4 separate regions of the Mus musculus genome follow, and regions 2, 3 and 4 are each linked to region 1. The links are chromatin contacts, called in public HiChIP or PLAC-seq and promoter capture Hi-C maps. All regions are on one chromosome and are shown on one strand. Each heading gives the region's core, a stretch centred on a gene start, on an enhancer-like site or on the middle of the called end of the contact. The rest is flanking DNA. Distances are from core to core; before and after follow the strand shown.

Region 1 (6,681 bases), core at 3,262-5,761:
GCCACTGTGTGTGCTGGGAATGGAGCCCTCTCCTGGAACTGGGGTTATGAGCAGTTATGAGCCGACATGCTGGGAAGTGAACTGGGGTCTTCCTCAAGAACACCAAGTGTTCTTAACCACTGAGCCATCTCTCCACGCCCGAATCAGGACAAGTTTAATCATATGTTGTCATAGGTGATGTAAGCGTGAGATCCCTCTTTCTCTGGAATAGCCCCACATGCTACACTCATCTCTTTTTCGTGAGGATGTGAGATGGTAGGGCTGTAGAGACAAGGAGATAGACAGGATTGTGGCACACTGCTAGGCTACTGCCCTACTGAAGATCCATTAGGGGAAGGATGGGTCTGGACCATGGAAGAAGAAAGTGTGCTGGGTCCTCCCAAGTGTGCATAAAGTGGGACCTCTCCTTTACAGAGCATCTTCCATTCAATGTGCTTAGGGGCCAAGACCACTTGTCAACAGAGAAAGAAAGAAAAATGTAAAGAAAAGCCAAGCCACCCAACATGCTGGGGAGTCCTGTATGGGAGGGAGCATCAGGAAAGTTCTTCGCAGCTTCCGGTCTCCTACTCAGCAGAGGCACACTGTTGAGGGAAATATTAAAAACTCCTCTTCCTCCCCACAAAGCCGTTGCTGTTCAAAGGTGGAAAACAACGGCTGAGTGGTGTGGTTTTCCCACCGCAGAGAACGGGCCAACACTGATCAGTCAGGAAATGGGGCACGTGGTAACAATTTTCTTTTGACTAATTGTGTTTAGAAAGCATCGGAAGACAACAAACCTTTGCCTATAAGGTAAAACAAAACGAATAAATTTCTAAAAAGGAAAAGAGGCACCTTGCTTGCTCTTCCATCTGCTAGGGACTTTCTGTTGCTTCTCAGATGATCCCGCCCTGCCCTTTGACTAAACTCACTACTGTGATAACCACAGTGAGGTCACCCCTCCCTCTGCTCCCTAGCCCCCACCTGCCCTCTAGCCTGATCTTGTGGACTTCTTTTTTCTGTTGATGGAGGAGATGCAGCACTCTCCTGCCTCAGTGCTTTGTACTATCTATTCTTTTTGCCTGGGGTCTTCTTGGGTCGTGGAGTCTGAGTTCTCATCAGCAGACCTCTTAAAAAACCCACCGTACTATATCACTTACTTAAAACTCCATCATTTCTTTCTCCACCCTGAGCCTCTATTTCAAGGACTTGCTTTTTTTCTTCTTTCTTTTTCTTTTTTTTCTTTTGGATTGGGTTTATAGTGTCCGAAATTGCCTCTTTTACTTTGACTTTGCCTTTTCTTCCTAGATTTTCCCTCTGTCTTGTTAACAGCCATTTCTCATGCATGTAGAGGGCTGGCTGGCCTGAAGGCGGTGCTGAACAGTGATTGTTAAATGAAGGGACAGATTACACATGCTATAACTTTATCAGGTGGAGTATACGATATCCACCAGGGTCAGTTTCCTCTGGCCAAGGGGCACATCTGTGGTCGGGTAGGTTGGGTCTATGACTGCTCATTGTCACATGCACACACACACACACACACACACACACACACACACACTCACACACACACACAGCTGCATGGAGAGCCATGAGCTATTCGTAAGAGAACTTACATGATTTAGGCTCCTAGTAGGTCATTGTGCTACTTATTATTATTATTGGGATTTAGGAAGCAGAATTATTTATCTTTTTCTGGGTAGATATTAACAGGAAGCCAAGACAATCCCATGGATGTTCTTTCTAAATTCATCTCCTGCTTGGGTCAGGAAGACTAGACCTAGAAGCAGACTCTCAGCAGCTGGTAAGGTGGCAGCGACCTCTCACATTGCTAGGCCAGGGCATGTTCTCTGCTTGTGCAGTGACATAATGGCAGTGCTTGGACAAGATTACAAGGGAGTCTTGGTTTGTGTCTCTGTCTGCTGAGTGGCCTGAGTGGTACTGCTGTGCGGTGCCACCATACTGGACGAAGCTGCCACAGATAGCTGGTAGTGTCAGGCCAGTTTCTGGATCTCATGGTGTACTTTCACTATTCTTACGGGTGTCTCAGGAGTGACTCGCAGGGTCAGGTAACAGAATTAAAGAACAGTGCAAGGGGTGGTGGCACATGCACTTAGTCCCAGCACTCAGGAGGCAGAGGCAGGCAGATCTCTGTGGGTTGGAGTGAGCCTGGTCAGTGAATTCCAAGACAGCCAGGGTGATTACAGAGAGAGACCCTGACTCAAAAAAAAAAAAAACAAATTATCTATCTATCTATCTATCTATCTATCTATCTATCTATCTATCTACCCACCCACCCACCCACCGATCCATCCATCCATCATTGATACAGATACAGAGAACAGTATTTTTTTTTTTTTGGCTGTTTGGTATAGCCTTTCAATATAGGATTTGTTTAGGGATGGCCTCTGAACCAAGACAGCAGAGGCCAAGGTGGAAACCAGTATACTGTGGATCAGTCTCTAGGTGGGAGTGTTCACTTGGAAGGCTGTGGTACTTCATGAGTAGAGACTTGTTGGAAGGAGTGGGTCACTGGGTGTGGGCCCTGAGGTTATCATACGACCCAGCAGTTTCCTGTCTGCTCTTGGATCCAGTGAGACCAGCCACCTGAGGCAGGAATTTAGTTCACAGTAGCCAAAGGGAAAACGGCTCCCGATGCAAACTCCAAGCTACTCACGTATGTTACAGTGTAAATGGATGTTAAGTGCAACTAGAATGCTAGGTTTAAACACCAAAGCTAGACTCACCAAGGACGACCAAGACAAAGACCCTTACAGCTGGGTACAAGTCACTCAAGGATTTGATACAACTCAGACAAACCATGAGGTCCAAGCCCAGCATCGGTGAGCTGCTCCCACAAGATAACCCCCCCCCATCAGTTAGTTAAGAGGCAGCTGTAACATTGTAGCTGCCTTTTGGTAGCTGTGAGGACAGACAGAGCTTTGAATAACTGACAACATTTAGGATACTCACAGGGCAGGAGGTAACACCAAAAGAGTTACTTTCTCTTTTTACCGAACTTTTATGTCTTAGGAGCCTGACTCATTATCCTTTAATGTTTTTCCCTGTAAACCTCTTAATAAAGTTTCCCACCTCACTCTTACAAGCATCTGCAACTTTAATCTTTATTGGCATAGGACAATGAGCTTGGAGTCACTGCCTCTGGTCAATCATGGCGATAGTTAAGTGTCCACTACCTTAGGACTCTGGCTCAGACCCCCCTGGCTGAGAAAGACTGTTGCTCTCCAGCCCTATAACAGCTTCATGTGCTTTTAACGCCCTCCCTTCCCCACCACAATGGATGGAACTTCCCTCCAATCATCAGCCAGAATAAACCCTTCCTTTCCTAATTTACATCTTGTCAAGTATTTTGTCACAAAACTCTCTCTCTCTCTCTCTCTCTCTCTCTCTCTCTCTCTCTATATATATATATATATATATATATATATATTACAGTTGTGGAGTAACAATGAAGTAAATTTATCGCTGAGGGTCACCACAGTATGAGGGACTGCATTAAAGGGTCATATGTAGCATTAAGAAGGCTGAGAACCACTCTTTTATATGACCCCTCAACATACCTATAGAGTTAAGCCCATTTCTTAAGCCGTTCCACCCTGTATAACTCCATTTGTGTCCCTGTTTTGATGTAGCTAATTTGTTTATAATTTGTCTGTCTGGGGACACAGTCTCCCACATGTTTGCAACCCCAGAGCTTAGTAAAGAACTTGGCACAGTCAGGGCTTCTCTATAAATAGCGAGTTTAAACCGGAGCTCTACTTCCTGGCTTGAGCTTACCTCTCAATGAGTTTTATTGATTCTGCATTGTGAGCCAGGAGGACACTAGGGAACGGAGGGTCCTCGTCTTTAAGGAATTTGTATTACTGCTCAAAAGCTCAAGACCTATTATAGCAGATGGTGTTAGCTGAGGCACAGGTGCTGAGCAGTTTACAACCTCTCAGTGTGGCTCCTAAAGTCCCACAGCTGTCAGAGGGCAGAGCAGGAGTTGTGGTCCCAGCAGTTAGGGACCACGGAGATTCATAGATCTGCCTTAGATCAGAAAGCAGGGTATACAACTCTAGTTACAGATCTGGGAGACATTGATTGTAAGGAGGAGCACCAGGTCTGACCGACCTGGGGCAGAGCTGGTTTTTCTAAGTGAGGAAGGATGGAGCTGTCTCAGCTTTCTTCGAAAGCAGGAGAGGTTTTGGTTTCCTCTTCAGATCTGAATATCAATTAGTCTGTCGACCTTAGCCTTATCAGACGTACACCCAGGATACTCAGAGCAGGTGTTCCCTGTCACTTCCTCTCCTCTCCACATCCTGGGGACAGGGAGGGGCCACGAAGAAAGAGAGCGAAGGTGAACAAGAGGGAGAGCGAGCGGGTGAGACCTGCTGCGGACCACGCCTTCTGCCATGACCCCCAAACCCTACTTTAAACTCCCGCCCACTTTCAACCGCCACCAATGCTTGGCCCAGGAACGCGCAGAAGGCTGCGCATTGGTCGGTGCCGTGGTTGCCGCGGTGACGGGTGGGTTCGTGGGGGTCCCCGCGCGGGGCGGGGCTAGGGCTGTCCCTAGTCCCGCGCGCCGCCTCCTTCTGGGTCTCCTCCACTGGGACCTGAGGTCCAGAGCGCGGCTTCCCTGCGGGTGGCGCGATGGGTTGCGGGAACTCCACGGCCACCAGCGCGGCCGCGGGCCGAGGTAAGCAGAGCTGCGGGGCGTAGGTCCCTCGGGAGAGGGGGCGGCGGCGGCGGCGGGGGTGGGGGTGGGGGCGCAGTTCCTTCGGCCCATCCTCAATTTCGAGCCTGGAGCTCGCCTGCTTCTGGAAAGACCGAGAGGAAGCCGGTGCCCCTGTGCGGGGGCGGTCACGCCCGGATTCAGCGGGGAGGACAGTCGCCTGGGTCCTGCAGCCTGTCTCTGCATCCTTCTGGGGAGCAGAATTTCCCAGACGTGTTTCTGGTCCCTCACATCCCCTTTCTATTGGCTTGCATCCAGGCCTCACCCGGACCCCTTGGCTCCCAGTCCCTGCGCCTGGGAAAGTGTTGCTGAGCAAATCGGGACTTTTTTGGGGGTGGGGCCGAGTGCCAGTGGGTTGGGGACAGCAGCCTGCAGGGCTCTAAAAACGCATCCGTTTGGGTCTGCGTACTTAAGACCCACCCTGCTGCCCGCTAAGATTTTCATAGAGGAGCTGCGGTACCTAGACGCACAGATTAGCTTGATGGAGCTCTGGACTGGCCTCTCTTTTTGATAAATTTTCACTTAAAAATACATCCAAACTTGTCTGTGCACGACTTCATTTCGTTGATTGGCAGGGCAGGGCTTCTAGATTTTCCTGGCTAAGCCAGGCTTTGTATCAAGTAACTTACTGTAAGATTCAGACCCTCTGATAAAACTAGCTGATGTTGGGATTTGTTTGGGGTGGTGTTCTCTGCTGACGTATTTTAGCGTCTTTTTGGATAGGGTTCCCTACCTTCTCTAGCTGAGTCCAGTCAGGTATCACAGCCCACTCTAACCAGCAAGCGCAAACGGTAGTCAAATACTGCAGTGTTTGCGGAGCGGATGTGGGTGTCCAGCTATTGAGTTTTGAAACCTTAGGGATGTCACCTCCCATAGCCAAGTCCTTAAGGCTTGGCAGTTATTTTTGTGATTGATTGAAGCACTCAGGTTTGAACTCAGGGTCTGATCATTGCACGTGCTGCGCAGACCTTTGACCATCGGGCTGTATTCCTGGTATCGTTCTTTACTTTGAGATAGGGTCTCACTAAGTTGTCCAGGCATGCCCTGATCTCACTGTGCTGCTCTGGCTGGCCTTAAACTTGCTACTCTCCTAGATCCGTCTCTTTATGACCTAGGACAAAAGGCCTGCAGTACCAAGCCTGGCTGAACTTGTTTAAACATTTACAGGATGGGAACCATTGTGGAAATCTATTCAAATATTGGCCAGATTTGGTCTATCTTTTTTTTGGGGTGTGGGGCACAGTCAATGTGATACTTTTGGATTAAGTGTGTCTCAAGGGATCTAACTAAAACATCTGGGAGTCTAGGCCCAGGGAAAGTATATCCATTCCAGGTGACCTTCGTTGTTTTGAATTTAGGTCTGTCTTTGGTATCTGCAGACAGCCACTGGGAAGCAAATCTTTTAGATTCCTATAGCAGTGACTCAGCTTAGTTAGTATCCTATGCAAATGAGAGCAGGGGCGGGATTTAAGCTGGGGTGTGGCCCCGTTTCATTGCAACAAGGAAATCAGGAAAAGTGTCAAAGCGTCAAATGTCCGTTCTGAGGCTCAGTGTAACCTATCGCACGCGTGCTTGGCTGAAAGAAAAAAAAAAGAGTTGAGAATGTTAAAAAACAAAAACAAAAACTGAAAGGAGGACCCAGAAAAGATTTAGAAATGAAGAAAGTTTGGCGCATTTACATTCTTTAAGAATCTATTTTTATTCCTATGAATGTGCAGCTGTACGCTATGTGCATGTAGGTGCCCGAGAAGACCACAAGAGGGCAGCATATCCTCCGGAACTTGGGTTCCAAGCCATTGTGAGCCACTGTGTAGGTGCTGGGAACCAGACTTGGGTGATCAGCAAGAGCAGCAAATGCTCCTAACTGCTGAGCTGTTAGTTCAGCCCTGCACAGCGACATTTTATTAACAGACTGCTTGTCAGATTTGGGGCTAGAGGGAGAAGTATTGTTGTTAAGTGAAAAT
Region 2 (7,067 bases), core at 1,851-4,350, 720 kb after region 1:
GAAAGCATCCATAGGAAATCCACCCAAAGCCAGAGCAGGCAGAATCAAGTCCGTGTTTCCCTGAGCCTCCTCAGCGGAAGCTAGGAGGCAAGACGAGGTAATCGCAGATAATGTTTTGCTGCTCTTGACCCGAGTCACCAAGCACCAAGTGGGCAAGTGCAATGCTGACCACTGTTTTTCTGCTTTGCTTTGGGGTTTGCTTCTATTATCTTCTATTCAGACAGGCATGGGGAATTTCCCACCTGACAATTCTCATTCTTCACTTGAGCCTGTCTGCCATCTGTGAACAGCTCACTCATTGAGGAGGATCCAGGCCCCAGGAGGACTTCTTGCCCCGCCCCCAGACCTCAGGTTCCAATCTGTTAAAAAGGGAGGGTTCACTAGAGGGTCTTGCTAACGTTTTTCAACTTAGCTCTCAAGTAGAAAACAAACCCATGGAGAAGTGAAGCCGTTTGGTAACTCTCAGTTCCTGGGCCTGTATTCTACTGACAGCTTCAAAATCTTTACATAATTTTTTGAATAAAACAAGAGATTTCGCTGAAATTAATAGCACAATGGGAGGGAGGGTGAACCAGACAATAACAGCTGACTGACTGGTCTTGCAGAGGAGAAATGAGCCTCTGTCGTTCTCTGGGCGCCCCCTAGTGGCCATGAGGCTAAATCCTGGCAGAATGTTTCCAGACACCCACCAAAGAGGAAGGCAGGCGCCTGCCTACCAATGCAAGTCTAACCCAGCCTGCGGATCAGACAGCTAGAAGAACGCCTGCCTGACTGGAAGCCACAATGGAGCTCAGCGGCCAAGCATATGCCACAAAGATTCCAAGCCTGGCTGAGCTGTCTCACAAGCACTTAGGTGTGAGAATGTGAGGGTCCCCACCACAGATTCCAGGCCTGCCCTCCCTGCTCCGACCCCTCACCTTCTCACATCTTCAACCTGCACCTCAGACAGCGCCTGTTTTTCATTATCCTGCTTTCCAACTTACCAGCACGATTCTTCATCAGCTATTAAGACAACCAGGGAAAGGAGCTACACTAAGTTTCCGCTTATTCAACGTCCAGCCTGGGGAGTGTCACCTCGGGAAGAAACGCATGAATGAGCGTGCTGCTCAGGCTCTTCATCTGCAGATAATCTCTCCAACACACACACACACACACACACACACACACACACACAGAATTCTCAGTCTAGAAAGCAAAGGGCACCTGCGCAATTATCATAAAATTCATGTATGGCAGAGAAGTTTATTTTAAGAACACAAATCCCTATCTCCAACTCATTGATAACAGACGTTTTAAAGATGATAACGCAAGTCAGCGTGGGCAGTGAGTCTGAGAAGCGGAGGGGCTCTGCAGCTGGCCACATAGTTGAGATTACAAGAGCAAACCTTGCTGACCGCAATCAGTTTCCACAGAACTATCTCTATATAAATAAAAAAGAAATACTACCAACACACTGACAGTTCGCTTTGCCCTCCCTGTAGCTACTGGTTAGGTTTATAAGCAACAGCATCCTCCCCCAGTCCCCCAGTACCCCGAAAAACTGCACACACGAGAAGCGTCATAGTTTCTGACTTTGGCCCTAAATCGATTAAAGTACATCTGATATGCTTTAAATCAAAGAACCATGTGCATTTCTGCCATACACCACACAAACTCTTTCTGCAAGAGTCAGTCACTTTGAACCCAACTCTAGCCACAACCAGTGTGGATTTCAAGGGCCTGTTCTGCAGAGGGGGAACCGACAACAATCCAAAACTGGGACAATACTGAGCCCCCGAGGCACCTGGCAGAGCTTCAGCTGTATCGGGTGCGGCCGGCCAGACCCCTTGAACAATTTAAGTAGTCCTGAAGCCAGGACCTGGTAAGGCAAGCGAGCCTGCTGCAAATCAACTCTGGGACTGAATGGCCACCCCTGCCAGGGACATGTCATGCTTGCCAGAGGCGGGAATGCAAGCTGTCAAGAAACCTCAGACATTCAGTAGAAGCTTTTAGGTTTGATAGACAGGAGGAGTCTGTCTTTTGCAGCAAGAGCAGCATCAGGGTAAGCAAGCATCCCAGTGGAAAGGAGAAGTGGGACTGCAGGTAGATGGGAAAGAAGCGGGGGTCCTGAGCAACTACAGGACACCACACTTTCGAGCCCAGCTTCATGGCTGATAATGTAGGTCTTTTTGGAGTTTGTACAAATAAGGAACTCCCGGACAAGGTCTGAAGGTGTGTCTTTGGGGAAGACCCCATGTTCTCAAAGCTGCAAAATGTGAATCCTAAACACTACTTTGCTAGCTGGGGTAAAAAATAAAAAAATAAAAAAGGTGGGGTGAGAGAAGCCCCCAAAATATGTGCAGACAAGATGTAACAAGTGTTTTCGGAGATATACACCTGAGTCACGGGGTGCTGAAAGGAAAGTGAGGAGTCTGACTGGGGGCTTCTGCTGAAACCTTTCTAGAGAAGGGAGCCCCGGTGGCGTGGTGCCCCCAGACCGTCTCCCCGCCCCCATCTTGGGCCACCAGGGAACCAGCTCGAACCCCTCCAGGAATTTCCCTTACTCACCACTCGGCCTGAAAACCTCTCGGTGGCTCTCTTGACTTTGCCGTAGGTACCTTTGCCCAGGGTCTCTTGCAGCTCATAGCGATGCTTCAAGTTGTGTTTGTGGTGATGTCGCTTCACCCCGTGCGGCTTCCTGGGCTCCACTGGGGCTGCAGTCGCCCCGGCCACCGCCTCCAGCGGAGAGCCCGGCAAGCCGGTCTCTACAGCAGGGCCATCCCCTGCCGCGGACACTGCCGCCCCTTCCATGACCAAGCGCAGGGCGAGCCGAGTTGGAGAGGGCAGGTCCCGGCACAGGGGCTCGGGGTGGTCCCCACCGAGGGAAACCGGGGTGCGTTCAAGGTCGCCCCCGCAGCAGCATTGCTGAGACGACCCGACCTGGCTCTGGCTGCCGCTGGGGCACTAGCGGCGGCGGCGGCGGCGACTGCACATCTGGCGTCCCGGGCGCGCACGCTCGGCGCACCGCCCCCTGGCCAGCCGCGGCAATCTGCGGAGCGTCCGGCGAGGTGGCAGCGATGTCAGGGGAGGCGGTGGTGTTGGCGAGAAGGAGGGGAGAGGGTGGCTCCGCGCGCTGGAGAGGAGTGTTATGTGGGGCGCCGCGCCCCCCGCCCCCGCGCCGGGAGGACGCGCAGACGGGGCGGGGCGAGAGGGGAACGCGGGGCGGGCGCCCGGGTGTCCCCACCTCCGCGCCGGGCCACCGAGCAGGGAGGGGGCGGGGTGCGTGTCGTTGTTCACTCTTTGTGCGGCGCGGCGCAGGCCGGGGCGGCGGCCCGGCTGCTTTGTCCTCGCCGGGTGGGGACGCAAGGTCCCGGGTGGGTCGAGGTGGAGGGGTTGGGGATCGTCAGTGCTCTTGTCCCCTCCCCGAGCGTCCCGCACTCACCCTCCGGAACTACTGCGGGCCGTCCGCAGCTAGCTTGGGCCGATCGGCCTCGGATAAAGGTCGCAGGTCCCCGAGGCCGCAGAGGCGACAACGCACAGAGCCAGGCTCACGCTCTGTGGCCCGGGGCTGTAGCCTCCTGGGCCACCCTTCTTCATGTTTGTTATGGTGTGGCGGAGGCCGCCAGGCTCGCTGGAGCAGGGGGAGGCTGGGTTGAAAGGAGGCCCAGCGGTGTTGGGTTACCGGCGGTGAGTCACAGTCCCCTCCAGCCGCCGAGGCCCTGCAGGCCCCCAGCTCCGGCACGGTCAGGGCAGGGCCCTCCTGGAGCAACCGCGGAGCCTGGAAAGTCCCCGAGAGGGATGCTTCGGAACCCCGGCTCTCTCAGGGAGAAAGGCGGAGTCAGGAACGAAGGGAGGCTCGAAGGAGGAACCCGGCCCTTCTCCAGGGCTCCGATCTCCCGGTAAAGTTCGGGAGTCCAACAGGGACCAACACCTAAGAGGAGGGAAGTGGGGGCCTGGATGGAGCTGGGTCCCCTGAGCTGCCCAGCGCCATTGGAAAGACCCCTTTCCGACAAACCAAGGCTCTGAGATAAGCCTAGGCCTTGGCCTGCTGAGCAGTTCCTTGTCCAAGCCAGAGGCCACTTGCAGGCCTCTTGACCCCCTCAGGCGATGGGAATTTTCCTTTGACTAAAACGGCCAGATCTCACCCCACCAGGTGAAGGTCAGGCAGGAAGGCCTCCCAGCAAGGCTGCCCTGGTTCTCCTGAGATGAAGGGAGGAAAAATAAGACATGAAAAAATTAAAGGTATCTTGAGAAATTTTTTAAAGTAATTTCACATAAATTACATTGTTCCACACTAGGGTGGGAAGACCGACCAGGAAGAGCATCTGGTGTAGTCTCCAAGTACTGGCACTTCCTTCTGCAGCCCTCAGGTTCCTCCCGCCCTCCAAATTCCTTCTGACTTCACTCTTGTCTACTTCTCACCTTACACTGGACTCTAGCAACAGCCTGTCTTCTCGAGACGCCCCTCGCCCCCACCCCTGTTGTCAGAGTCATGGCCTGAAACACACCCATTGTCGGCCCTCACTCCTCCGCTCAGTTCTGGACTTGATAATGGTCTTATCTCCAAACTTTATTTACTTATCTTACTGATGCCTGAAACCCTCGGCCGGTCCCTGCCTACCTTAAAAGCACTCACATAAGACAAAAAAACGCAAAGACCATGCCCCAGTCTATTCGTTCCACTAGCCCTTTCAGGGACACCCTCTCCTTCCCCTCCCCCTCCCCATTCCCCATCCTGAAACTGTAGGCAGCTTTTAAATGGTCTGTAGACATCCCTGCATGTAGATTGAGAGACAAGTTGGTGGCCTGCAGGGAGAGCTCCCACCCCCACCGGATTGGTTGGATGACTTAATCTCTTAAGACTTTCATTTGTTCTTCAAATATGCATTAGTGGGTCTAATTGGTTTTAGTTTTTGGTTTGGATTTCAGGTAAATAGATTGTCTCTACATTAGTAATTAAAATGCCAAGTGTTCTGGTCCCTTCCCTCCCCCAGCATGTGGTAGGAAACTATTACCCCACTGCCCCCTTCAGGGTCATATCTGGCTATATAACTTGCCTCGGTTGAAAGATTCCATGCAGGTACCACAATCACTGTGTCTTCCACCTGGGAACTTAGTTACAGAGTAAAGTGCCTTGTCCCATGTCCTCATCTTGACAAGCAGTGCACAGTGGGCTCAGGCTGAGACTCCCTGTAAAGGGAACAAGAAAGTCCCCCAGGAAGATTGGACTGGAAAAGCAGCCTGGGCAAATATTCTTTTGATGTGTTCAGCCAGGAAGATGATAGATGTTTGATTTGGCGGATGACCTGTTCGGGCAGGGTCACTCTCAAGTGCAGGGTCTTCGTCCCTATGTGTTGGATGGAGAGAACCTACCGTATGCTGTTAACCATTTTACAACAGCAAGTGCTGCTATGGAAGGTAGCTGCTGTGATCTCTGTTTTCCGTTGGGGCTAGCATATCAGAAAGGCTTAGAGCGTGGCCTAACATTGCTTAGCTTGTACGGAGTAACAGCAGCACGGAGACTTAATCCCTACCTGTCCCCCTCTGCTGATGCCAGGCTACCCCTCCTTAAATGGGAAGGAGGCAAGACCCAAACACGGTGTGTGGCACACTGTCATGTCCAAACCCTGGGAACTCCTGCTCAGCCTGAGTTCCTGCAGCATTGATAACTGGAACGCAAAACATTTATGTGACTACATGTGTGGGTTTTTTAGTTACGTGTATTTGTTCTGGGAATGTATGTGTGTACATACATACAGGTATGTGGAGATAAAAGGGTAACTTGGAGAGGTCACCTCTCTCCCTCCACCATGTGGTACCCAGGGAATCAAACTTTGACCGTTGGGCCTTCATCTGCCGAGCCATTGCCAGCCCATATGTGGTTATTTTTATACAGAGAAATTACCTCCTCTAGCTTTGAAAAGGTGGCTGTGGCGTCTGCAGCCCCAGCAGAGCCCAGGCTCCTTGCTTCAGAGCTCGAGTTCTAGAGTCACACAAACCAGGTTCCTGTTCTGTCCCAAAATTAACAATGACTGTCTGGAGCTGTTACTTCCGCCTCTCCTTGTGTCACTTCTCTGGCCTGTCAGTAGTGATGGGAACAACTGCATGTCACTGCCAGCGGTAGCAGTGTGTCCCACAAAGCTGCTGTGGGTCTTGTATGGAATGCATACTCTATAGACAGTGGCTAATACTGTCGGGTTTACCGTGCTTCTCTCCAGGCTCCTACCAGAGTTCTGAGGAATTATTAGCAGCTTGATCCTACTGCCTGATAGCTTCTGGCTCTGTGCTGCATCCTGCACAGATGTTGTAACATCTGTACTCAGAAGCATCCACGCCATCTCACAAGTTATAGTGGCACAAGGTTCCTCACTGGGCCTTTACTACATGGCTGTTTTCAAAGCAACTTGAAAGCGTTCTATGTTTCCTTCCTTGAAAGAGCTTGGTTCCGAAGACGTGTGTGTGTGTGTGTGTGTGTGTGTGTGTGTGTGTGTGTGTTACTGGGATCCCTGCTTCACTGTTGAAAAATATCAACAAAGGTTGGCTTCATTGCATGTTACCAATCAATGACAGTTTAAGTCAGGATTTGAATCTAACCATCTAGCAAAGGCTCCAATCTGCCTGCAGTACAACTCACGTGAGTTGTTATTGGTCTGTATGGATAGGTGAAGTTCAAGTTACCTAAGATCATGACCTTTCTAACTTGGCTCTGTGAGCGAGTGGAAACCCGACTTGCAAATGATCACTTGAGAACACGCTTATTCGTCACTGTGGCAGAAGTTACAGAGTGAGTTCCAGGACAGCCAGGGCTATACAGAGAAACCCTGTCTCAAAGAAAAAAAAAAGAAAGAAAAAAGTCCACCAGACTGTGGACTGTCCACCAGAAAGTTCATGTTCCTCCACAATGCACTGTTACCACTAGGCTCCCGAGTCCCGGCTGGTGGTACAGTTCTGGACCATTGTGGGATCTTTTGGAGGTGAGCTCCCGCTGGAGGAAGTGGGTCGCTGCAGGGAGGACCTGATGAGTTATCCTCCTGACCCAGATGGTCTCTGCTTCCTGCTGCCCAGAGAGATGAGTAATCCCGAGCCAC
Region 3 (7,192 bases), core at 4,114-6,613, 910 kb before region 1:
AAGAAGTGTTGCAAAGCCAGCTCTACAAGCAAGCAATGCAAGGACCCCTCCCCTTCCCCATCCCCCGTCACTGTCCGCTGAGTCCTATTTACAGTCCCTCAAAACATTACATGTCCTCCACGGGTCTGCCTCAGCACACGAGTCTGTCTTAGCAAAACTCCAAGTGTGTCCGTATCAGCTGACATCACTCTGCCAATGGGCCGGAGCCCGAGGATGCAGGACAATGCAGAACTGTGCCACCAAAGCACCACCAGAAGCCTCTCGGTCTGCATCTCTGTGCAGTCATGATAAACAGAGCTAGACATCGCATGTAAGGCGAACCAATACATGCACCTCACTAGTGAAGAATCCGTCTTCACGTGTCCTTTCACACGTTTGCTTTAGCTAAACATCCTTTCACCTGTGTCTGCTTCAGGAAAACACTTGTTCACATGTTTGCTCCAGCAAAACATGACTTTTCAGAGAACCCTTGAGTTTCCATTTCAAGGAGACAATGCTTTTGGACAGCTGGGGTTTCCGGTATTTACTAGACACTGAAGTAGGCATGCAAGTCTACAGTTGGACGCCCTGGCCTGCTCCACAGACAAGGTCAGGGCAGGTGATAAACATTTGGCAGTCATTGCTGGAGGGGTGACATTTAAAGCTTGGAGGCCTGGTGACTCAAGGACCACGCCTCAGCGAGTTTCAATATCAAGTGCCAAGGAGGCCTGCAATAGTCGAAAAGGAGGCTGAAAGGCATGATGGGAAAAAAAGCCAGGAGAGCTGGCCCCCTGGGACCCATCCTCCCCAGGAAGAGAAGATAGCAAGTCTGTCACTGAGAATTATGTTGGCGTGCAACCACAATGTCCCGTCTTTTGATGCTCTTTAAACAAGTCATTTATAATTAAATTAAATTAATGTCAAAACAAATGTTCCAGGGAGTAATGTGTCTCACTCATGCCTAGGGGTTAGAGCAGTGGTCCTCACCCTTCCTAATGCTGCAACCCTTTTACAGTTCCTCATGTTGTGCTGACCCCCAACCATAACATTATTTCATTGGTACTTCATAACTATAATTCGACTACTGCTATTAAATTGTAATATAAATATATGATACGCAACCCCTGTGAAAGGGTCACTGTTATAAAATACAATGTGGTGAGGAGGTACCTGGTGTCCTCCTGAGAAGTCACGCCATGCAACAGATCTGGTATAAAGGGGGGTTAGCTGGGGGAAGGGAGGGAGGGCGGGAGCCCCCCCCCTGGGAAGGAGTAGAGGCAGGCAGATGTGAGTAGAGCCTTGAGGGCAGAGAAGAAGGGTGGGGGACAGAGACAGACAGAAATGCAGGAGGAGACCGAGGGGCTGGGAACATTTGGGAAGAGAAAGAGGAGGGAAGGAGGGACGGAAGGAGGGAGGAAAGGAGGGAGGGAGGGAGGGAGGGAGGGAGGGGGAGAGAGAGAGAGAGAGAGAGAGAGAGAGAGAGAGAGAACTGCGGTGGTGAGCAGTCCTTTTCTATGCTCAGGCACCCGGTAGCAGCCAGTAATGATATAATCCTGTTGCTAGGGCCCTGGGAGGAGCCTAGCGGAATCAGGAAATAACCAACTGGCTGATAGTCATTCAGCCACCAAGGGGTAGTGACCTGCAGGTTGAGAATCACCGGGTTAGAGGATGCTAAGGTCATTGTGATATTGGTTCAGATGGGAAGCCTGGAGGTCAAGGGATCTGGATTTAAGTAGGATCCTGGCTGAGTAAACACAGACCACCCGAATTCTCTTCAGAAAAACAGAGATAACGGTGCCAGGGGGCAGCCAGAGATGCCTCATTGTAAGTAACTAAGGAAGTGTTGGCTTACAAGCACAACAGACTGGGGGTGTGTGGTGGGGGAAATGACACAGTGTGTCCATGTTTTTAGTTAAATGTATGCTTTAAACAGAAAAAAAAAGGTCAAGATACAACTGGAATTGTGATTATTGTAATCTTAGCATAAACTGCACTTTTATGTTTTTATTTTATTTTATTTTTTTATTTTTCGAGACAGGGTTTCTCTGTATAGCCCTGGCTGTCATGGAACTCACTTTGTAGACCAGGCTGGCCTCGAACTCAGAAATCTACCTGCCTCTGCCTCCCGAGTGCTGGGATTAAAGGTGTGCACCGCCACTGTCCGGCTAAACTGCACTTTAAAAAAAGGTACCTCTAGCTGGCCATGGCGGTGACCGGTGGCAATCAAGAGATCTGGATTTTAAGACCAGCCTGGGCTTCACAGGATCTTGTCTCAAAACACTGAAGATGAAAAAGAGTCTGGGGATGTCGCTGCATTTATAGAGAACCTGCCAACCATGCAAGGTTGGATTGCCCAGCTCCAGGAGGATCTGAAGGTCAAGGCCTGGCTACACAGAGAATTCTAGTTCTGAGGTCCTTGAAGAGTTATTTCTCTACCAGTGACATGAGCCAATTCAAGCCAGATTATAACATATTAAAGCAGGTTTATTAGGAAGCTGCTCTGGGGCGGGCGAATTCACTGGCCCTAAGGGAAGAAGCCAGGGAAGTCGCCATGGAGAGGGAAAGACGGTGAGAGGGAAGAGAAAGAAAGAGAAAAAGGAAGGAAGGGAGGGGGGAGGGAGGAAGGAAGGAAGAGGAGGAAGAGGAATGAGGAGGAGGAGAGGGCCCTAAATGTCTGGGTTATTTAGGTAAGAGCCTCTGGAGGAAGGGCAGCCCAGCCCCAGGGCAGGAAAGTTCAAGGTTGGGGGCAAAGTAGGGACTAAGGGATGCTGGGAGAACGTGGAGGACAAGTCTGCTTTGATATGTAAAATATGACCTCAGTCCTTTGTTGGGGGGAGGGGGTCCCGGAAACCAAACAGTCCAGTCTTTAAAAAGAAGAAAACAAAACAAAGCAAAACAAAACCCCTAAAGCAACCGTCTTGGTATAGCATGGAACAAAAGAGACCCAGCCTGGATCCTGAGGGGCAGAGCTCTGCCTTTGAAAGTTCAGTGACTATTTCAACAGTTGCCAAGGACCTGCAGGAGGCTCTGATTACTGTAAGTAAAACGAAGGACAGACAGAATATTACACAGGCCCAGAACTGCAGTTCTGTGCTTGAGCAGGCCTGTGACCATCTAAGGTTAAAAATTCACTTGCAATCTTCACTAGTGGGGACACAGAGGGGGTCTGCAGTCTGACCCCCACGTGGCACTATGTCAGGACAGCCTTAAGTTCCAAACACAAACATGTTTAGTGCAATCCTATTTACAATCTTTTTTTAGAAGAGAAACAGTTTGGCAGGAAAGATGGTGCATGCCTATAATCTGGACACTCAGAAGGCTGAAGCAGGAGGATTGCAAGGTTGGGTCCAGTTGGCTACACAGTGAAAGCCTGTCTCAGAACACCAGAAACCAAGAGGCTGGGGAGATGGCTGTGGAAAGGTTCTGCACAGGCCTGGCCATCTGAGTGGATTGGGATGTAGCAGTGAGAGTCTGAAAGGCTGGCACACCCAATGTGAGATGGGAGGCAGAGACTGCAGAATCTCGGGAGCATTGGATGCCGTTATCCTGGTATGTGCAGCAGAAAACAAGAGAGACCCTGCCCCAAATCAAGGAGGATCATGAGGGAGGTGTCTGCAAGCACATGGGAACATGCATGCGAGTGCGGGTGCGTGCGTGCACGCACAGGCACACACACACAAGCAGAGAGAAAGAGAGAGAGAGACAGAGAATCAAAACCAAAAATTAAGTTTCAACATTTTACACAGTGAAATAGGCACCTGCAGTCCAGCAGCATTATCGTGTGGGCCATTCTATTACTGTTACTAAAACCCAGCATTTCCTTCAATACCTAATTACTATAATCTCCCCGGCACTGTGGCAGGCATTTGGACAACATCAAAGACAAAAGCACAAAGGTGATATTTTGGTGAAGTTTATAGTCCCAGATCAAGGCGTGGGCATAGGAGTCAGAGGTCAGAGGGGAGACTAGAATGTTCTTAGTGGTCAACGCAAAAACACGACTGTCATCTCAAAGGGCACGAGACACTATGACTGACTATGACCAGAGACCGCAGCTAGCCTGGAATAACGTGGTCCAGTGCAAAAGCTGCTATGTGAATTTTTGTAGTCTCATGGTTATGATTAGATAATCATAAATCAAGACCTTACTAGATACGTAGGTGGGTTTCAGCAATGCAAGGAAAACTCTTACAGGTTCGAGATGCTATCTGCCCATGTGTTCAGGCACACATGTGTAACCCCACACACACATACATACACACACAGGGGAAGGAAGAATAAAATCAAGAGTAAACATAGCAGTGCATGCCTATCTGTATATATATATATGTATACATATATATATATATGTGTGTGTGTGTGTGTGTGTGTGTGTGTGTGTGTGTGTATGTCATATAGCACACACGGGGCAAAAAACAGAGGCTCCTTAATTTAAGGTCAGCCTGGGCACTACATAAACTCTGTCTCAATAAATAAAACCTTAAAAAAAAAGGCAGCTTATTTTTCAAAAGCAGCATGGCAGGATGGCAAATTACCCCACTACCCATTGCCAGATAAGGCTGTGGGAGCAGAGTGGTCCCAAGTTCTTTAGAACCAAACTAAAGAACTAAAGCAAAACTCGGTTACCAAACAGTTTAGCAAGTTTCCAGGTGAGCCCTGGTTAGACACAAGACCCTACCTCAAAAACCACAAACATATTAGTAAAAAGCATCCAGAGGCACGGCTCAGTATAAAGGTGCTTGCCATCAAACCTCAGGAGATGAGTTTTAGTTTGATCCCCAGGACCCACATGATGGAAGGAGAAAACTGATCCCTGAGTTTTCTGTTTTGTTTTTACAAGACAGGGTTTCTCTCTGTAGACCAGGCTGGCTTGAATTTACAGAGACCCACCTGCCTCTGCCTCCCTCTAGTACTGGGATTAAAGGCCTGGATGTGCCACTACCGGCTGGCTTGAGTTGTCCTCTGACCTCCATATGACCTCGACATTAACCATGACACCTGTGGGCTACCTACACATTTTTAAAAAGTCAAAGAAAACAAACAAGTGTATGAGATCCACGGAAAAGCAAGCTGCTCCCAACCCCCATCCTCTCCCACACCCATCCCCATCCTCGCCCACTCCCATCCTCATCCTCACCCCCCCCACCCCCACCCCACCCTCACTCCCATCTCCATCCCAATACTCTCCTCCTCTCCCTCTTCAGGCTAGCTCTGTTGGCGCGGCCCATCGCTTATCTCTTCCCTGGCCGGCAGGGGGCGCGCGCCCTCCGCTCGCCATCCTCCTCCTCCTCCCGCGCGCGTGGACCGCCCCCCACCCCCCTCGCGTGCCGGGCTGCTCGAGAGCAAGGAGGAGGGGGACCGGAGGCGCGGAGGGCAGGAGCGGCGAGGGTGTGTCAGGTACGGCCGAGCAGCGCCTGTCCACGCTGCCCCGGCAGCGCGCTCCTCCTTGCTCTCGAGCAGCCCGGCACTGCCCTCCCGGAGCTTCCGAGGAGTCGGCTGCTGGGCCGGAGCGGAGAGGGGCACAGGTCGCCAACGGGCCGCCCTGCCTCAGCCGCAGGTTCTCAAGGGCGTTGGTGGCTCCACAAGCTCGCCCGCCCGACCTCTCGCCGCCCCAGACCCGTGTAAGCATCTCCCGCGATGGTTTCAAGTAACCCCCATTTTACAGGTGAAGAAACCGACGCTCCAAGAAGTTAGGAAACTTGCTCACTCAGAAATCTGCCTGCCTCTGCCTCCCGAGTGCTGGGATTAAAGGCGTGCGCCACCACGCCTGGCTGTTTTTTGGGGGTTTAAAAAGATACTTTATAAACAGGTAGAAATATAAGCCAAGTTACTCCCCAAGTTACCCAGGCCAGAGTGGCAGAGCTGGGACCCAAGCCGATGCCATTGGGCTGTAGGTCTCTGGCTGTGATCATTGGTTACACGGCCTCCCCCACATCCTTTATAGGTCCCAAAGGGAAATAAAACACTGAACCCTGGCTTCTGCCGAGATGGTGAGATAGGGGCTCGCCCCACGTGGGATGCATAGCTGATGAGGGAAGGTTGGTAGGGTGTCTGGCGCAGGGTCCTTCCCTGCATTCCAGGTCAGGGAGCCCCAGGGAAGGACAGGAAGGCAGAGGACCTAGAAGAGCGCTTATGATGGGGAAGGGGAGGTCTTCGGAGGGATAGGACAGTACCCGCGTGAAGGGTGGATAGCTCCTGTGGCCATCGCTTCAGTTTCTTCTCACTTATCACGAGGGAGTTGGAGATGTGTTCTAAATCGATTTCTGTGAGGCACCTACTCTTACTAGGTGGTTTTTTTTTTTTGTTTGTTTGTTTGCTTTTTGTTGTTTTTTAAGATTTATTTATTTTATGTATATGAGTACACTGTAGCTGTCTTCAGATACACCAGAAGAGGGCATCAGATCCCATTACAGATGGTTGTAAACCACTATGTAGTTACTGGGAATTGAACACAGAACCTCTGGAAAAGCAGTCAGTGCTCTTAACCACCGAGCCATCTCTCTAGCCCTCTTAACTAGTTTTTGTTTGTTTTTTTGGGGGGGGTATTTATTTATTTTGGTTTTTCGAGACAGGGTTTCTCTGTGTAGCTGTGGCTGTCCTGGAACTCACTCTGTAGACCAGGCTGGCCTCGAACTCAGAAATCTGCCTGCCTCTGCCTCCCGAGTGCCGGGATTAAAGGCGTATGACACCACGCCCGGCTGTTTTTTGGGTTTTTAAAAAAATACTTTATGCCGGGCGTGGTGGAAATATAAGGCAAGTTAACTCCCTGCCCTGGCTTTCATTGGCCTAGATACTACATCAGGCGGTCTCTGTTCCTACCTTGCCAGAATGACGGTGTCTATTGTGCCGTTTTACGGTTTTCATTTTTATTTATGTGTGTGCGCGTGCGTGCCTGCTTGTCTGTGTGCACCGTGTGCTTTCAGCTGCCCAAGGAAATAGGCATCCCATCCCCTGGCACTGGAGTTGCAGATGGTTGTGAGCACCTGGTATGGGTGCTGGGAACCAAACCCACATCTTCAGTAAGAACACTAAGTGTTCTTTGCCTTTGAGCTCTTTCTCTGACTCCTTTTTCTTCTTTCTGGGGACCTGAACTGGGGTTCTCACACCCACAAGGCAGGATCTTAACCAACGAGCTGAAACTTAAATTTGGGCCTGCTTTATGAAGCAGCACTTTGTTCCGGCCATTTTTCTATACTTTACATGCATATGGGCA
Region 4 (6,709 bases), core at 3,676-6,175, 700 kb after region 1:
GGTGTGGCCTTGTTGGAGTGGGTGTGGCCTTATTCTGGAGTGGGTGTGGCCTTGTTGGAGTAGGTGTGTCGCTGTGGGTGTGGGCTTTAAGACCCTCACCCTAGCTGTCTGGAAGTGAGTGTCTGCTAGGAGCCTTCAGATGAAGATGTAGAATTCTTAGCTCCTCCTGCACCATGCCTGCCTGGATGCTGCCATGATCCTGCCTTGATGATAATGGACTGAACCTCTGAACCTGTAAGCCAGCCCCAATTAAATGTTGCTCTTATAAGAGTTGCCTTGGTCATGGTGTCTGTTCACAGCAGTAAAACCCTAAGACACCACTTCTACAGCCTATTCAAACCAAATTATAGCACATCCAGGATGGAGCAAGTACCCATGTATTGTCCATAAAAGAGTTGCCATGAAAATGTACACTAAGGATTTTAAAAGTCAGATTAAAACACACAAAGCCGCAGTGGGTCGCCCTATTCCACCAACCGGACCACACTCTACCGTGATGAGTCTCTGAGGCACTGGATGCCCAGTTGCTCCCAAATCACTTGACTGTGAACTTCCCATCTTTCCATGGAGATGAGAAGAGACCATGCTTGGGGAAGGCTTGGGTGACTCACAGTGATCACAATGATTACCTTAGTATGCTCCTGGCCCCAGGTATCACTCAGTTCAATCTCTCAGCCTCTTGCTCATTAAAGTCTCCCAACAACATTATGCTTTCTCCGTGAACACAAACGAAGCCTGAGGAAGGGTCGGGAACTGCTGGTACAGTTAGGGACAACTGGTAAAGAGCAGACATGTATTTTGCTAAGCCTAGGGCCATACTCTTAGACCCTGACCACAGTGACCTTGTGATTGGCACAGTTCCTGCAGACAAGTTAGGTGGTTGGTGAGTGAGCTCAGTCAGAATTTTTGAATGTAAAGATAGATCCACCTGAAACCTTTTCCCAGCTCATAGTTAGGCCACTTCCATCTTAAAATATGCACCCGTGGTTATCCCTTTCCACTGTCCATATGGTCGGTGATGGCAGATGGGCAGTCACAAGCAGAAAGGGAGGCGTGGGAGCCATGGCTCTATAACGCAATGGCAGGGAGTCCATTCCCTCAGCGAGCCACTGTGGGAAACTGCTCTAGATGAAGCATTGACCCACTTCTGCACAGTGGCCTAGACCTTCCCTTCAGGTGACTTACATACTCTCACCCTCTGTAGCATGCCAGACCAGTCTCGGTTAAAATGGGTTGTGACAGTTTCACTTGCCCAGTACTGGTCAAAATGCCATGTTTGGAACTCATCCAGATTCTTCAAACTTCCTCTCATCCATACCTCTGAGGAACACAATAATTCCATGTGCACTACTGTGGGATTTCCATGGAGGAAGATCAGAAAGGGTCGTTTTGACTTGTTTTGCATGAAGGTGCGAGATTCTAAATTGTCCAACAAATTTTCTTCACACCTACAAATTTTTGCCAATCTTGATGTTACCCCACACCAGTTGAAATATAATCAAACAAAGAGAGAAGGGGTGAGTGTTCATAGTCAATCCCTCTGGCATAGCGAGCAAACTATAAGATTGGACCATCATTGTCTTGACACTGCCTCCTCAAAAGCTATGAAAGAGTCTGGAACTTTCTATCAATAGATGAGTTGGGATGAATCAGTCAGGATGGCTATCCTAGGCCTTCATTTTTGCAAGAATGAATCCTTTCTTACTCAACCCTTCTGTCACCAATCTGGTCCAATAACTAACTAGCAGTTACTGGAGTCAGACTTCCCAGATCCCAGGGCACCCTGCATCCATTGCCTTTGTACTTGTGACGAAGGCCATAAACCTATACAGGGGGCCACGTTGTATAAACAACCCACTAAGTATACATCATCCTACTGCACCTTACACGCCCTTCATGAGATAGGCTATTCTGCAGGAGGACAAACAATCTAAAGAAGGGTTCCCTCGTGCTTCCACAGATCATCCGTCAACACTATGGTTTCAACCCAGATCCTTGGACTCTGGGGCCAGTGTTGCTTCCCCTGGGTCACATATGTTCCTTGGCATTTTGTCCAGTCTTCAAAGCTACCTGGTAAAGTAGATATTGGCATTATATAACATCTCTTTTCTCTGGAGACCAGGGCTCAGTGGGAGGGGTCAAGCTATCAAACCATTCCTGAGTTGTGGTGATCTGGTCAGGGAGCTAACCAGAACACTTCAGAGTGTGGAGCTACAGAGACTGTCCACCCCAAGCACTGCCTTTGTGACAGTGCTTCGTAAGATCCAGGCCTTCACTGCACAACTGTCAAACCCAGCCACCAAGGGCCAGAGACATCCCAGCAGAGGCCCAGCAAGCTGCGCTCTGATGTACCAAACACACAAATACCAATGTTCCCCAGATGTTCTCCATGTAAAACATTTGGTTTGAGACATAGCTCTTCTCTCCCCTCAAACGCTTACATTTGTTTAATGGACTCATACAGTTGGGCTAAAACATCCTGGAGCAGACATCTGAAGCCAGCCTGTCTCTGATGTGAACACCCCATCTGCAGAGAAGATGAAGAAGTAAATAAGACAGTTCATCCCAAGAGCTGGGCTCTAAGCAGGTCATAAAATGTAAGCTATGTGCTGATAATCAGGCGAGTTGCTTTCAAGGGTGTTTCTGAGTCCATTTCAGAATTAATCTAAGACTTATGTTCCAGCAGAGACTGGCTGGGCAAGCTAAAGGGAATAAAGTCTGCTTCCTACTCCCTCTAAACAACAGCAGTTCAAAATTCTGTCACTTGAGCAACCAGGATGATGGAAGTAGGGAAGGACTATTTTTTCTGGTTTCAATTTTCCAAACAACCATGACTCCTTAATTACCAAACTACTTATCCCTTAGCCCACAGTGTAAGACACAAGTAACAGATAGAGAATAGGAAATACACGTGATCTTGAGTCATGGGACCCTGGTCAGCAACACGCTAACCAGCTGATGACCCCAGGAGCCTGCTCCCCATAAGTTGGCTCATCCAGTGGTTCAAAAACACCAAACTTCACTAGATTCACTCTCAGGACCGACACAGCTCCAACAACTAAATAAGAATAGAATATATCCCCCCCCAGAAAAGCTCCCCAAAGAAATGCCCCAGTATCCATGCACTGGGACCCTGCAGACAACAGATTTCTCATTTAATGTCATTCCAAAAAGTTTAGTCACAGCCAACAATGTAGAGAAGCTGGAAAAATGGGATCAGAAACAGCATTTCTGACAGAATCAAGACATGGCGACTACAGGAATAGGGAGATGTCCGGTGAGTAAAGCATTTTCCACACAAGCGTGAAGAAGACCTGGGCTCAGAGCCCTAGAACCCACGTAAAAAGCTGGGCACAGTGGTTTTGAATTTATAAGCCCAGGACTGTAGAGGTGGAGACAGGGGGATCCTGGGGCTTGCTGATCAGGCAGCCTAGCCTAGTCTGTGAGTTCTGGGTTCATCAAGAGACACTGTCTCCAAAAGTAAGGAGGAAGAGGAGGAAGAAGAGGAGGAAGAGGAGGGGGGGGGAGTTGGAAGGACAACTTGGAGGTTGAGAGCATATATTGCTTTTGCAGAGGACTGGAATTCTGATCCAGGTACCCATGGCAGGCAGCTCACACACACCTGTAACTCCAGCTCCAGGGGCTGAATGCCTCTGGCCTTCTTGGGTACCTGCACTTGTGTGCACATGCTTATATGCACACAAGAAAGCATTTGACACCAACTTTTGCCTGCACACACACACACACACACACACACACACACACACTCATGTGCGCGTGCATACACGCACATACAAAATACACGGGCAATGCATGTACTACATATGAGTGCACATACAGAGTAAAGCCTACACGTAAAACCTGAGTCGTGTCAACTAACTTCCCTTTTAATCTTTAATTTCTCTGTCCCATGAACGTTCAAGATTTGAGCAGACAATTTCTTTTGATACAAGAAAAGGAGTACAAGTTGATGGAGGGGCCAGATAAACTGTGAATAACAGACAGAAAGATTCCAGAAGGCTACCAAGGACCATTCAGAAGTGAGCTGAAGGCACCAAGGAAAGGGCTCTGGCTCGTTTCCCTGACCAGGCTTCCTCAGTGAATGCCTACAGTTTTGAAGAGACTTAGTTCATCTACAAGTGGGTTCCATCCTCCAGGGAAAACACACATGAACATGCGTGCATCCAGAACTCTCAATTATAGCTCCTTACTATTTCCACATTAAACATCCAGTTTTCTAGTTCCTACATCTCCTTGCCTGCAGCTCGAGGAAAGATGAATGCGCAGGAGCTGTAAGGTTTCTCTGCATTCACTTCTGCTTGGTTAGCATCCAGCCAGGTCAACAGCCTCTGACACTGCAGTCTTCATGCCACGAAACGCAGCCTCCTCTAAGGCCAGGAAATGGTTGTATGATCATCACTTCCCCCTCATAAGGCTAAAAGGCTGGTTTTAGACTTATGTCTACCCCACTGCTGCTAAGAACAAGCAAAGGGCAATGAACTAAGCATCAAACACACACACACACACACACACACACACACACACACACACACTACCACATCCATACAGCCCTGTATACGTTCCAAGCATGCTTATGGTTATTCTTATCAATGTTGCTAACAAACAGATCTACGCAGACATAGGTCTAAGAACATTACCCCAGGCTTCAAACACTAAAACCTCAGAGGAAGATCTCAGAGGGCAAAGTGAGAAGGGGCTGAGAGAAAGGAAGCAGCTGCCACCTCCTTTGAGAGGCCGTTTCAGGACACCCCACTCAAAGAAGTCCCTCCAGACATGCTTCTGTAGCCCCCAGGGAATCGATACTCGCCGGATGGAATTATTTCCCTGAAATAAACAGACAGGCAAAGGTCACTACTTCTGGGGCCTAGAAAGAAAACAAGCCAGCTGCCGAGTTACGGGGCAGCCCATGATGCAACAGGGCAAAGGGTTTGAACCCCTAGGCCCTGTGGAATGGCTTGGACAACTAGATCCCTATGGGGGAAACATGCCGGTAGCATATGGGAGGTTAATCCTTCTAGGAGCAAGACCAGTGTGACCAGACCTAGATGGGCACATCTTCAGGAGTGCAGGCCCCTGAGCTTCGGTGACGCCCACACTACAACTGGTATTTTCCACTCTAGGGACATGGGGGAGCTGTGCACAATGACCTGGGGTCACACCTGCTCAGTCTTTATAAAAGTTATATACCTTGTAAACTAATCAGGGCTGGCACACAGTAGGCCTATAGGAATGTCCTCCGAATGAGTTGTGTTCCTTAGGTACAGAGACAGACCTGTGGGGATGGACAGCTATCCAGAGGCAGCCACTGTAGATCATAATGTCCACATGTGTTATTTCTCTAAACAAGCCCTTCCTAAATATACCTGAACTTGCCTCTAAGCGACTGGAGGAAAGCACGCATCTGGCATTCCAGAGAGTCTGCGTAAATACAGAGGCCGTGAGTGGCAGTACCCCAGAGCTTTGGGATACAGATCCACTCACAAGCAGTCTAAGTGAACAACGGCCTCCCTTTTCCCTGCCTCAGCTCACCCATTTGTCAAACAGGAGCCACGATGCTGTGCAGCACTTAAGGCACCTAAGAGGATGAAATCAGATTGGCTATTTAACGTATTTGGAACATCACGGGCATGCAATCGTGCTTATGTAGTTGTTCTCATTGTCACATTGTGTTAAGATAACGTGGAAAGCGAGGGCAGCTCTTATCCCAAGACAAGAACCAAGCATCACAGCTCACCCTGCATGTTAGAAAACACAGACAGAATAAACCTTGTGCTGGGTCCCTGGGACAGTACTGCACTGTCAAGAAGAGCCAACTGTAGTCTGCTCCCTTCCCCTTCAATCACTTGAGTATACTAGTCAACATGCAAACGCTACTAAGTGTCCCAGAGGTTAACCCAATCCGGCTAACCAGACTCTTGGTGGCAGGGGTAGGGGTGGGGCAGGGGTGTCACAGACAGTCTGTGGACACTCACAGCTGCATCCTGTCGACTGGCTCGTCCCTCCAGATTTAAAATCGCTATCTGAAATAAGCACCATCCCAGAGGCTTACACAGTGCCTGACACACAGGACAAAGTCAAAAATATCAGGTAATTCCAGACAAGGGTAACCCTAGATGTATCTATTGAGTTTTTTTTCAGAAGGTGTGATGCACACACCAAACAATGCTGATACAGGCATTTTCCTGTCCATCTAAAAGCTCATCGAGTATATGCTATTTCCCAGGTCCCCATCTAGACATGATTGGGGCGTGGGTACATCAAAACAGTGGAAGAGATACTTAACAGGCAGTACCGGAAGCTGTGTGGGGTGGCACAGCCTGTCCCTACCTCATTACCAAGCATTAGGCTCTGCCAAACAGAACTACCTGGACTGGTAGATGACTCCAGCCATACAGGGACTACTGGCCACTCAAACTGTGGCTTGTGCAACCAAGAAACTGAATCTATCCCTTGATATCATGGCAATTAATCTTAATAATAGATTAACTAATTAATCTATTATTATCTTCATAATAGCCACAGGTGTCCCTCTTTGACAGTGCTGGTCTGAGGCAGATGAGAAAGAAAGACTAGGAGGGAAAAAAAAGACACGGGCCTCACCGTGAACGAAGATGGTGCACCATGTGCTATCTCGCCCACTTACGGGATGCCCTGATGTTCCCGGGCAGAGCCAGGTGCGAGGCATTGT

Evidence for each region. Promoter capture Hi-C pulls out the DNA fragments that hold promoters and counts their contacts. HiChIP or PLAC-seq counts read pairs in DNA pulled down with a chosen protein or histone mark.
Region 2: a promoter capture Hi-C map of embryonic stem cells shows a contact between it and region 1, with 4 times the contacts expected there. The contact joins the promoter of Nuak1 here to the promoter of 1500009L16Rik in region 1. A contact is called at or near these places in 19 of 39 promoter capture datasets (the 3T3-L1 cell line, 3T3-L1-derived adipocytes, the C10 cell line and 10 more), 8 of 484 Hi-C or Micro-C datasets (cerebral cortex, embryonic stem cells, palatal mesenchyme and 1 more), 13 of 115 datasets of contacts at active chromatin or transcription factors (the NIH/3T3 cell line, astrocytes, embryonic forebrain and 6 more) and 4 of 9 other capture datasets (adipose tissue, embryonic stem cells, liver and 1 more).
Region 3: a promoter capture Hi-C map of embryonic stem cells shows a contact between it and region 1, with 2.3 times the contacts expected there. The contact joins the promoter of 1700028I16Rik here to the promoter of 1500009L16Rik in region 1. A contact is called at or near these places in 10 of 39 promoter capture datasets (the 3T3-L1 cell line, cranial neural crest, embryonic stem cells and 6 more) and 1 of 115 datasets of contacts at active chromatin or transcription factors (embryonic stem cells).
Region 4: a contact with region 1 is called in an H3K27ac HiChIP or PLAC-seq map of large pre-B cells, with 10 times the contacts expected there. The contact joins the enhancer-like site here to the promoter of 1500009L16Rik in region 1. A contact is called at or near these places in 6 of 39 promoter capture datasets (the 3T3-L1 cell line, embryonic stem cells, hippocampal neurons and 2 more), 2 of 484 Hi-C or Micro-C datasets (both in embryonic stem cells), 6 of 115 datasets of contacts at active chromatin or transcription factors (astrocytes, embryonic stem cells and large pre-B cells) and 2 of 9 other capture datasets (embryonic stem cells and macrophages).

What each region holds. Positions count from the first base shown.
Region 1 is chr10:83,718,354-83,725,034 of GRCm38.p6, forward strand. It overlaps 1500009L16Rik (RIKEN cDNA 1500009L16 gene), which reads left to right and starts at 4,512. Exons shown (of 6, transcript NM_001145198.1): 1 at 4,512-4,681. The coding sequence starts at 4,636.
Region 2 is chr10:84,437,568-84,444,634 of GRCm38.p6, forward strand. It overlaps Nuak1 (NUAK family, SNF1-like kinase, 1), which reads right to left and starts at 3,101. Exons shown (of 7, transcript NM_001004363.2): 1 at 2,548-3,101. The coding sequence starts at 2,790.
Region 3 is chr10:82,806,760-82,813,951 of GRCm38.p6, forward strand. 1700028I16Rik (RIKEN cDNA 1700028I16 gene) reads left to right here and starts at 5,364. Exons shown (of 3, transcript NR_038042.1): 1 at 5,364-5,600.
Region 4 is chr10:84,419,701-84,426,409 of GRCm38.p6, forward strand. The region is part of intron 1 of Nuak1 (NUAK family, SNF1-like kinase, 1); the gene reads right to left. Among named protein-coding and RNA genes, the nearest start is that of Nuak1, 18 kb to the right of the region's middle. Within about 2 kb of position 4,926, at least 32 of the 459 cell types and tissues checked have an H3K27ac peak or open chromatin away from gene starts, as enhancers often do. A contact at or near this core is called in liver, where this site is marked.